Linked DNA regions of Mus musculus: all the other regions are linked to region 1. The links are chromatin contacts, called in public promoter capture Hi-C maps. All regions are on one chromosome and are shown on one strand. Each heading gives the region's core, a stretch centred on a gene start, on an enhancer-like site or on the middle of the called end of the contact. The rest is flanking DNA. Distances are from core to core; before and after follow the strand shown. Region 1 holds the start of Cmtr2 (cap methyltransferase 2). Region 2 holds the start of Wwox (WW domain-containing oxidoreductase). Region 3 holds the start of Pdf (peptide deformylase (mitochondrial)).

Region 1 (3,300 bases), core at 487-2,986:
GAAAATCGTGAGTCAGGCGCGCTCCTTTGTACGCTGAGCAAGATGAACTCAAAGGAAATCTAAACTGAGAAATAAAGGTTAGCTATGACCATAATGACATCATGACATTGGTGCTTCCTGAGTCCTGTCCTCTTAGCAAACCTTCCCATCCCTTTTCATCCTGTATTTTATCCTGTGTTCATCTGGTGTACAGGTTGGTAAGCTCCTTAAAGCAGTGGGTACCTTTTTTAATCATCTTGTTTGTCACAACTACTTACGAGTCCCACGTGAGTAGAGATTTACTGTCACAAACAGCAACATCATTTAACAGTTAGAAACTGTATTTAGAAAAGCTCTTAGGGGGAGGCAAAAGCAGGGCATTTCTGCACGCACAAAAACTCTACGTAAGAGCAAACAGAAAATTTACTACAATGAGCTCATCTGTCTTGATCCACGCTGTGCTTACTGGGAACCGCAGCTACATTTAGACCTCCAATACATTCTATTTTGGGGGGAAAAAAAAAGTCTACTTTTAGTCATTAACTTCACATACTAATTAGTGGCTGTGGTTAAGCTGTGAAATCTTACCGAAATTAAGTGGATAATTGCCTTCACTTGCAAACAACTAAAAGGATTCAAACGCTCCAAGGTTCCTGACTGTACTTGAGCCTTGCTGCCAACTCATTCTTAATATTACCGCCCCCTTATCCATTCCACTCCAGCCACACAAGCCTGCTGTTCACTGAAGACCCAGGCCACACCACGTTGGAACACTTTGCTCAATACTAAGAGGCAAGCTCTACCTGGGCTTTACTCCCCCAAGTATCTATCTAGCTAATCCCCTCAGCTCCTCCTGGTATTTGCTGGAAGGCACTTTACTCTGTGAAGCCTATCCTAACACACTTATTTTGAAATTGCATCTCGGGCTCCCCATGGCCCTTACCTCACTTTCTCCCACGGCATTCATGTTTATCACTTATTTCTTTTCCCCTGTGTTCTGTTTGTGACTTGTCGTTCTCAACTTCCTCAAACCAGAATGTAAGCTCCGCACTTCTGCAGGACAGTTATCTTTTATTTTGCTCACTTACATGCCACCCCAAAAGGTTCCAACAGTGGCTGGTGGGCACTTAAGTACACTAACATTAACTGGATAAATGGACGAATATTACACTTAGCCCAAAAGACAAAGCTCTGAACAGAATAATGCATTTCAATTTCACCCTAGCATTTCAATGTACGACTTAAAAACAAAAAAAATTTCAATTAAATGCATAAAATTTTTTTTCAACTAAATGCATGCCGTTTCCAAAGTGCATGTGAGGCTGATGAGTATCAACTGTATTATTTTGCAGGCTCCAAGTGGAAGACAGGAAGCTTCCTGTCCAAAGCCACAAGGAAATGATTATAAAATTTGTAAGTCCAACACCAAAGCCTTTAAGTTCTCAACAGCTGTCAGGTCTAAGTGAGCATAGGGAGTGTTAGCAATGGTCCCGCCAACTTTTCCTAGGAAATAAAAACACTGGGGCATGTGCAGTGCTCACACTGGGTCCTGGGACAGCCACCTCTCAAACACTCATTTGAGCAGCCCCGCCCCTTGCCCGCAGCGAACCGTCCGGGAACTGTCACTCACCGAGAAGCCGGGTCCGCATTCCTTCAGCCCACGCCCACCAGAGCCCCTCGAGCAGGAGCAGAGTAGCACCGCACACGCGGTCCTCACTCTAACGAGCCACCTGCCACTTCCGCTCCCGGGAACAGCTTCCGGGGGTGGCGTCTCCTCTGCGTACTTGGCAACCGGGTCGCGGACAAAGAGGAGGGAGCGCCTGGAAGACCGCCCGGACCTGCGCACGCGCAACTGGAGCCAGATCCTCCTCCAGACCACGCCCCCACCGGCTGCGAGGCTCTGACAGCCACACTGCACAGGCGCCTTCCGGGAGGCCTATCGTCACGCGCATCGACGTCACTCGGGAGGGTGGCAACTCCTGGAGCTGAGCTCTGGTGCGGAGAAACTTGTCCGTCTCAGCGGGTCGCCATGGCAACGGAACTGGGCTTTGGTACCCGAAGGTTTACCCTGGATAGATAGATGCTAGTTCCTAGGAGAGACTGCATTAAAATTGAAGCTCAATGGATAACTTGAGTGCAAAACCAAATTAAAGAAACGGAAGTATCATCACTTGGTGTGTTTACATATTAATAAACCAAGGAAAAAGAAAACCACCCGGTGTAGTGCCACAAGCCTTTGATCCCAGCTCTCATGAGCCAGAGGGAAACAGATCTCTGAGTTCTAAGTCACTCTGGTCTACATAGAGAGTTCCATGTCAGCCAGGGATACCAGAGGATGGACTCTCAGGCCTGGGACTCTCTAGTTAGGTTAGACTGTCCAGCTAGTCACTGGTATCCACCTGTCTCCACCTCCCCAGCTGTGGGGTAGCCACAGCTGCTGTGCGTTTATAAGTGTAACAGCCATCCTTTTTAGAGGAAAGCGCTTCACAGCACTTCCCTCATCCTCTCGCTCTCCCACTCTTTTCACCCACTCTTCTGCACTCCCCTTCCCTGAGCAGGTGTTATGTAGATGGCCTGTCTATGGCTGAGCTGTCAGTCACTTCTCAGAACTTTGACAGAGATGAGGGAAGAGCACCGTATTCAGAAGGCAGTTTGGCAACTTGACCATTTAGAGAAAAAAAAAAAAATCAGTGGACTCTCCCTTAGAGCCCACGATTTGTTAGTTATGGGTTTGGGCCATAACTAATACAAGGCATGAATTCCTCTTGTGGAGCAGGCAAATACCTACTGAATATTTTAGAAAAGCTCCCTTAAGTTCCTTCCTAGTCTTCCACCCTCAAGAAGCAGCTATCACTGTATTTCCCATCACCCTAATTTAGATGATCTGGTCTAGAATTTCACATAATTCAATCATTACACTTTGACTCTTCTCAGCCTCTCCCTGTTCAATTTATTATTTAAAATGTTTTCATCTGTATTGTCTTGTGTCTTTAAAATTTATATTGCAAGGGGTTTGTCATTCTGTGGGTTGACTTTAATCAGTTCTTCTACTGAAGGCTGACTGTTTAGTTTCTAGACTGGTGATATTACGAATGGACCTGTTTGGGGACTTTCTAATATGTTGTTGTAAGCATATGTTTTCATTATTCTTGTGTGACTTAGATGTGGAGGAACTGAGTCATCCAGCAGGCATAGCGACCAAGAGGAGAGAATAATCGCAGCTGCTGTGTGTGTAACTTCTTAAATCTTCCCCAGAGTTCTGAGTGTGTGTAACTTCTTAAGACTTCCCCAGATTTCTGAAGTGTTCCACCGTTTTGTAGT
Region 2 (3,300 bases), core at 593-3,092, 4.2 Mb before region 1:
GAAGCCAGTCTGGTCTGTATATAATTTTTTAAGTTAATTATTAAAAACTAAAAATACACTTACAGGTGTTAATACAATAGTTTGTTTTCTGAAAGCCAGGTGATAAGATACTCTCATAGAAAGCTTGAAAAAGATTGAGTCTCCTAGCTTTTAAAGACATAAAGTCAGGTGTGTTGTTCATGCACACTTTGCCCAGGAGAAATGGGAGCTCAACCTCGGCCACCTAACCAAGTTAAGGCCACCCTCGACTATATGAGACCCTGTTTTAAAAATATTTCACAGATATATAAGAAAATAGAAGAGGAAGTATTTGATATGAAGAAAAAAATCAGGAAAAGTACACAATATTCATAAGAAAAAGGAGACCATGAAACTCGGGGGTTGGAGGCAGATAGACATCTTGGAAGGCAGACAGGGAGAGGAACCATGGCTAGGTGACACAGGTGGTGAACTTCCAAGACAGCCAGCTTCTTCCTCACACTCTTTATGTGAGTCGAAAGCCTGGCATCTTAAAACAAAGTCCTTGTGGGCTTTTTCTCCTGCTAGTCAGCTGTTGCTGATGACTGGCTCAGCAAGTTCGAGACCACATCAGGACACGTTACCCAACAGATGTGGGTTGACCAACCCTTATCTTTTCTTCAAACTGACCAACTCTTAAATTAGGGAATGAAAACTCCTCAATGACTTAAAACCAAAGCCCTCAAGAAGAGGCTGCAATTTTTTCGGCTCCAGAGTTCCCTTTGGCTTTGCAGTTGTTTTCTCCATGTGTGTCTGCCCTGTGAACACGAGTCCTCCCCTACAGAGTGCCTTTCAGCCTGCTGACTGTGCCTGCTGCTGTCGGAGGTGTTGGAGACTTCTCCACTGCTACCTGCTACATTGCGAATTTCCCGCTTTTTCATTCTTTGACTGGCAGAGCCTGATCAAGACTGTATGAAAACCTAGCATTTTGTCCATTAAGTATCTATTTCTTAAAAATGAACAGAGGTCCCCAAGCATAGAGTCAGCTGCAGTAGCTCCCCCTATGGGAGCTACTATCCCCTATCACGCCTATGCAATTTTGCCACAGATACAGTCCAAGTAACAGAAAACGCCTGCGGGGCAACCTACTAGCCTCTCCACTGAGTGCCTTGTGCACAGCACAGATTCATTCTTGTGTCTGCTCATTTCAGAGATGAGGAGAACAGAAAAGTCAGGGGCTTGCTTTCAGTGGCCCAAGGTCACGGTTAGCAACAGGGAAAGGCTCTGTGGAGGTTTCCAAGACTTCCCTGGGAAACCACTGCGAGCCATCCAGGACATCTGCTTAAAAATACAGATTGCTGGGCCTCCAGATCAGGTCCCCATGGCAGGAGCTTGGCTTTGAAGTTTTCTCTATTTCCTCTTTAGAGGAGTAAGACCTAGGCGCCACCACCGCACGGTGCAGTGCCACCTAGTGAGCGGCAGGGGGCGTGCGGCGGGTGGCCAGGTGACGGGACCTTGACCCAGATCCCCTAATAACGGGGGACAGCCTGGGACAGGTGGCTGGCATTTCGGATGCGCATGCCCGCCTGGCAGGGCAGCGCAGGGTCCAGGCCTCGCAGGACACGGCTCCCAGGAACGCCGCTCCAAGGCCGCTTACTTGGCGTAGTACACCCAGCCGTCCTTGGTGGTTCTCTCCTCCCAGCCCGGAGGCAGCTCATCCTCACTGTCCGTGTCGTCCAGGCCCGCATAGCGCAGAGCTGCCATGCTGGAGACAGAAGTAGCCGCCTGCTCTCCTCAGCAACTCACTCTGGCTTCAACCGCGCCGCGCGCGTCCGGGAGGGGACCAGACCGCTCGCGCCTGCGCACTGCTCGCCCAGCCGGTCCGCGGCTGTAATCCAGTTTCCGGGTTTTGCAGCTACTGGCGGGAAAGGGGGCGGAGCCTGAGAAGAGCACGGGAGGGAACGCGGAAGAGATGGAACGGCCGTGGGGGGTGGAAGGAAAAGCAGGAACGGCTCAGAAACTGGAATAAGCTTCCTCAGCCTCCTGGAAGGGGCGTGCTTACCCAGTCATCATGCAGGACTCTGCACGTTGCTGGGCGACCCGAAGGCACTTCCTTATTGTTTTACCCAATCCTGAATGAGTCCCAGCAGTGAAGTATCCTGGGAAATGTAGTCCAAGCTCAACTGGACTATAAAGGGGGGGCGGGGAGGGGGGAAAGGTTCTGATGAGATTATTCTGAGCTCCAGTTTCGTCCCATGCCCTGCAGGTGTACAACCTTTTGACACTACGACATGATACTGTGACATGGTCATTTCCAAAATTTACACTAGAGAAGCCCTCAATCGAATATCCAAATAGGAAAAAGAAAAGAAAAATCTCACAATGCTTAAAGTTTAGGATTTTTGTGTTGGGCAGCATTTATTAGTATCCCGGGCCACGTGTTGCCACGAGCCTCAGGTTGGACACACCTGCGAGAGTAAATGTCCTGACTTGATACTATCCAGGTATTTTTCCATTCACAATCTGTGTTGTTTATGTAAATATGCCATTTAAAAAAAAAAAACCTACACTTGGAGAACTAAGTGACTCCAGAATTTGGGAGGGTAAGTCAAAACGATCACAAGTTCACAAGTTCGAGGCCAGCCTATGCTATAAAGGGAGCCAAAAATCGAGAACATGCAAATTCTCATGCCTCCAGATTCTCTATTAAGAGAGAATGGTCTTCCAACCATAACTTGGTTCTCTTGTTCATAGGCGGCACCTGATTACAAACTTGCAAAGCAGACTTTTAAAGCACCTGAAAAAAAAATCCTGGTTATAAATATCCTAGACCCACAATGTGAAGCCTACCTTCACAACAGCACTTAGTCCCTTCCCCTATTTGTTTATCATTTCTGGCTCCTGGAAGTTTAGCTTTGACTTTGATCTAACAAGGATCTATCTGCATGTAAACCCAGGCAAAGAAGATTTTTCAGGAGCTTGAATACGTGTGAGACAAAGCCAACACCCACAAAGTCATACCCTAAGGAGATTTTATGACCATCTTGTTTCTGTAAAAACATCTGCGCCACAGTAGTTATGAAATGAGGATTTTTTAACTATCCAAGCTTGTGCTTCCGAAGCTGCACGCCAGGTGGCGCTATCAGCCTGCAGTTCAAAGCCTTGGTTCCCAGCAAGGAACCTTTGAACCTGTTTTTTGTTTGTTTGTTTGTTTGTTTGTTTGTTTTTAATCGATTGTTTACTTTCTTCTCTAGTAGAAATTTGCAACAACAAGATGCACTCACTTTTGCTGAGTAAAATTTGACACCACTCAAAAGAAACGAAATGTGTGCAAGGGACACG
Region 3 (3,300 bases), core at 292-2,791, 3.2 Mb after region 1:
GCCCAGACTTTAGGTAAGAAAAAGGAAAGTTGTGTTTTTTTTTTTGTTTTTTTTTTGAGACAGGGTTTCTCTGTGTAGCCCTGGCTGTCCTGGAACTCACTTTGTAGACCAGGCTGGCCTTGAACTCAGAAATCTGCCTGCCTCTGCCTCCCAAGAGCTAGGATAAAAGGAAAGATTTTTTAAAAAATTTGTTTGTTTGTTTGGTTGGTTTTTTGATATGGGATTTCTCTTCAGGGGTTCCTCTGTGAAACTCTGGCTGTCCTGGAACTCTGTAAATCTCCTGAGTGCTGGGATTAAAGGTGTTCTTCACCACAGCCTGGCTTTTATCATTGTTGTTTTCGTTTTGTCTTTTTAAAGATTTTATGTGAGTGCTCTATCTGAATGCACACCTGCGTGTATGTCAGAAGAGGGCGTCAGATCCCATTACAGATGGTTGTGAGCCACGTTGTTGGGGATTGAACTCAGGACCTCTGGAAGAGTACTTAACCACTGAGCCATGTCTGTAGCCCTTGTTTTTGGTTTGACACTAGACAGGATCTCAGTATATAGCACTGGCTACCCTGGAACTAACTTGGTATACCCAACTGGCCTTGAACTCAGAGATCCTCCTGCCTCTGCCTCCCAAATAGCTGGGATCTGTGCCTGGACTCCAGTATTTACTGAGTGTCTCCTGGCTCAGGCTCCATCCACCCTTACAATGGGGCTCCAATATAACTAACTGTCCTTTTGTATTACAGAGATGCCCTTAGCCTGGCACAACTTTAATACCAGCATTTGGGAGGCAGAGGCAGGACGATCTCTGTGAGATAAGAGACCAGCCTGGTCTATAGAGTTCCAGCATAGCCAGGTCTCAAAAAAACAAAAAACCCAAAAAGATGTTCTTGTTGTATTGAAATATGTAATTGTGTTAAATCTTTTCTCTGAGTGTCCCCTCCCCTGCCCCACACCATCCCTGAGATCTCTGCATTGAATTTAATAACTTTTTTTTTCTTTTTCATTTCTTTTTCCCTACCATCTGGGTCAGGCATTTCACCCACCCAGCTCTCTAAGCACGGAAACCTTGGACACGTGAACATCAGCGCCATCCAGGAACCTCTCGCCTTTATTTTGCCTAAGAGAGAAACAGTTTTCTGTTTAGATGAGCAGGAGCTGGGGCCGGACCTCGTGGCCCCAGCTCCAGAGCTCCCTGCGGAGCAGCGGAGCATGGAGCCTGTAACAGAGAAGAGGGAACCAGGGGAGCCGCTGCCTCAGGAGCCCATGGAGGGGGAGCCGCTGCCAGCCGAGCCACCGAGTGAGGGAGGAGCCATAGGCAGTGTCCCCTGCCCGCAGCCTGGGGAGCAGCCCTGAGGGTACGCGCTTCTGCAGCGGGAAGGTGTGTGCAGTTGCTTTGCCCAGGATAGCGCGGGCCCTGTGGTATTTGCAGCTTTAATAAAACCGACAACTGTCGCCACTCGCCTGCTGTTCCCGACGATGGGCGTCCGGAAGTTACACGGGAACTACGCTTCCCGGCGTCTTTGGCGCTAGCGGAAGGAAGGGCCGCGGCGTCTCCCCGCGCCATGTTGCTGCTGGGCAGGCTGCCGCGGCCGGCGTGGGTTCCGGGGAGCCGGGCGCAGAGGTGCAGCTCCTTGGCCGCCTTGGAGGGCCCGGCGCGCACGCGCTCCTACTGGCGGTACCTCAGGCGCCTTGTATGTGGCGCGCCGCAGCCGCCATACGCGCACGTGTGCCAGGTCGGGGACCCGGTGCTGCGCGTCGTGGCGGCCCCGGTGGAACCCGAGCAGCTAGCGGGGCCGGAGCTGCAGCGGCTGGTGGGGCGGATGGTGCAGGTAATGCGACGGCGTGGCTGTGTGGGCCTTAGTGCGCCGCAGCTCGGGGTGCCGCTGCAAGTGTTGGCGCTCGAGTTCCCGGACAAGCTCCTCCGAGCCTTCTCACCGCGCCTGCGCGAACTGCGTCAGATGGAACCCTTCCCACTTCGGGTGCTGGTGAACCCCAGTCTGAGAGTGTTGGACAGCCGCTTGGTCACCTTCCCCGAGGGCTGCGAGAGTGTCGCCGGCTTTCTGGCGTGTGTGCCTCGCTTCCAAGCCGTGCAGATCTCAGGTGCAGGGGACGTGGGCAGCGGGGTGGTCTTGCTCTCTCTGGCTAGAGACAGTGCAGACACAGCGGCACTCGGGAGCCAACTGAACTCCTGAAGAGCAGGTCAGGCCCGCCTAGATGGGTTGCAGGGTGATTCCTTAGATATGGAGCCTGTCTTTCCCCTTTCTCATGAGTAGGTATATAGATTCCCATGTAAGTGTGTCTGTATTGCACACACGATTTTCCCAGTTTATCGTGGTGGGGCTTGTGTAAGAAAGTGGGACCCAGATTTACCCAGACTAGGGCAACAAACCATTCCATGCTTCACATTCACATTGTTTTATGTAATATGGTTATTTGCTACAGTGCCAAGCTGAAATACCTTTCTTTTGGGGGGGGGGGGTCGAGACAGGGTTTCTCTGTATAGCCCTGGCTGTCCTGGAACTCACTTTGTAGACCTCGAACTCAGAAATCCGCCTGCCTCTACCTCCTGAGTGCTGGGATTAAAAGGTGTGTGCCACCATGCCTGGCATGAAATACCTTTGATAAACAGCCCTTGAAAAGAGTTTTGATTTCTTATCCTTGCCCTGTAGTAGTGCTGGGAATCACGCTGAGTAAAAAGTCGGCACTGGACAAAATTGGGGTACCCTTTCTAGGAGGGATAAGAGCTGTTATCCACATTCACTCTTGGATGCTGCCTCTGTAGATAGGATATAAATAGGCATGGCCAGGGCAGGAAACAAAGTAGGGACAGGAGGTTGGGCATGAGTTCAGCAAAGCCTCACCTCATCGAGCCTGTAACTTCCTTTGCAGGACTGGACCCAAAAGGAGAGCCAGTGGTGTGGTCGGCAAGTGGTTGGACAGCTCGAATCATCCAGCATGAGATGGATCACTTGCAGGGCTGCTTGTTCATCGACAAAATGGACAGTGGGACATTTACCAATCTCCACTGGATGGAGGTGAATGACTAACACTCTCCTTGAATTGAGGATCTGGAAATCCAGCATGCAGACTAAGATGGTCACATCTGTGCTTCAGCTTGGAATTGGTTCCAGTCCGACAGTAGACAGTGTGTGCTGGTCTGAGATGAAGATGATAGAAATGCTTGCCCTGAAATCAGATCTGACAGAATACGATTACAGCAGGACTACAAATGTACCATTAAAGGAGTGGCTATTTCCTGACAATTTCCCATGGAGAGGAGTGGGCAGGCAAACATCCTCTGTACAA

Evidence for each region. Promoter capture Hi-C pulls out the DNA fragments that hold promoters and counts their contacts.
Region 2: a promoter capture Hi-C map of pre-B cells shows a contact between it and region 1, with 4 times the contacts expected there. The contact joins the promoter of Wwox here to the promoter of Cmtr2 in region 1. A contact is called at or near these places in 2 of 39 promoter capture datasets (the C10 cell line and pre-B cells) and 2 of 484 Hi-C or Micro-C datasets (CD4 T cells and pre-B cells).
Region 3: a contact with region 1 is called in a promoter capture Hi-C map of pre-B cells, with 6 times the contacts expected there. The contact joins the promoter of Pdf here to the promoter of Cmtr2 in region 1. A contact is called at or near these places in 2 of 39 promoter capture datasets (liver and pre-B cells).

The regions. Positions count from the first base shown.
Region 1 is chr8:110,216,396-110,219,695 of GRCm38.p6, reverse strand. Cmtr2 (cap methyltransferase 2) reads right to left here and starts at 1,736. Exons shown (of 2, transcript NM_146215.4): 1 at 1,610-1,736.
Region 2 is chr8:114,438,194-114,441,493 of GRCm38.p6, reverse strand. It overlaps Wwox (WW domain-containing oxidoreductase), which reads right to left and starts at 1,842. Exons shown (of 9, transcript NM_019573.3): 1 at 1,616-1,842. The coding sequence starts at 1,722.
Region 3 is chr8:107,046,855-107,050,154 of GRCm38.p6, reverse strand. It overlaps Pdf (peptide deformylase (mitochondrial)), which reads left to right and starts at 1,541. Exons shown (of 2, transcript NM_026513.2): 1 at 1,541-2,094; 2 at 2,884-3,300. The coding sequence starts at 1,557. The coding sequence ends at 3,041. It overlaps Cog8 (component of oligomeric golgi complex 8), which reads left to right. Exons shown (of 5, transcript NM_139229.4): 4 at 1-13; 5 at 1,025-1,446. The coding sequence ends at 1,347.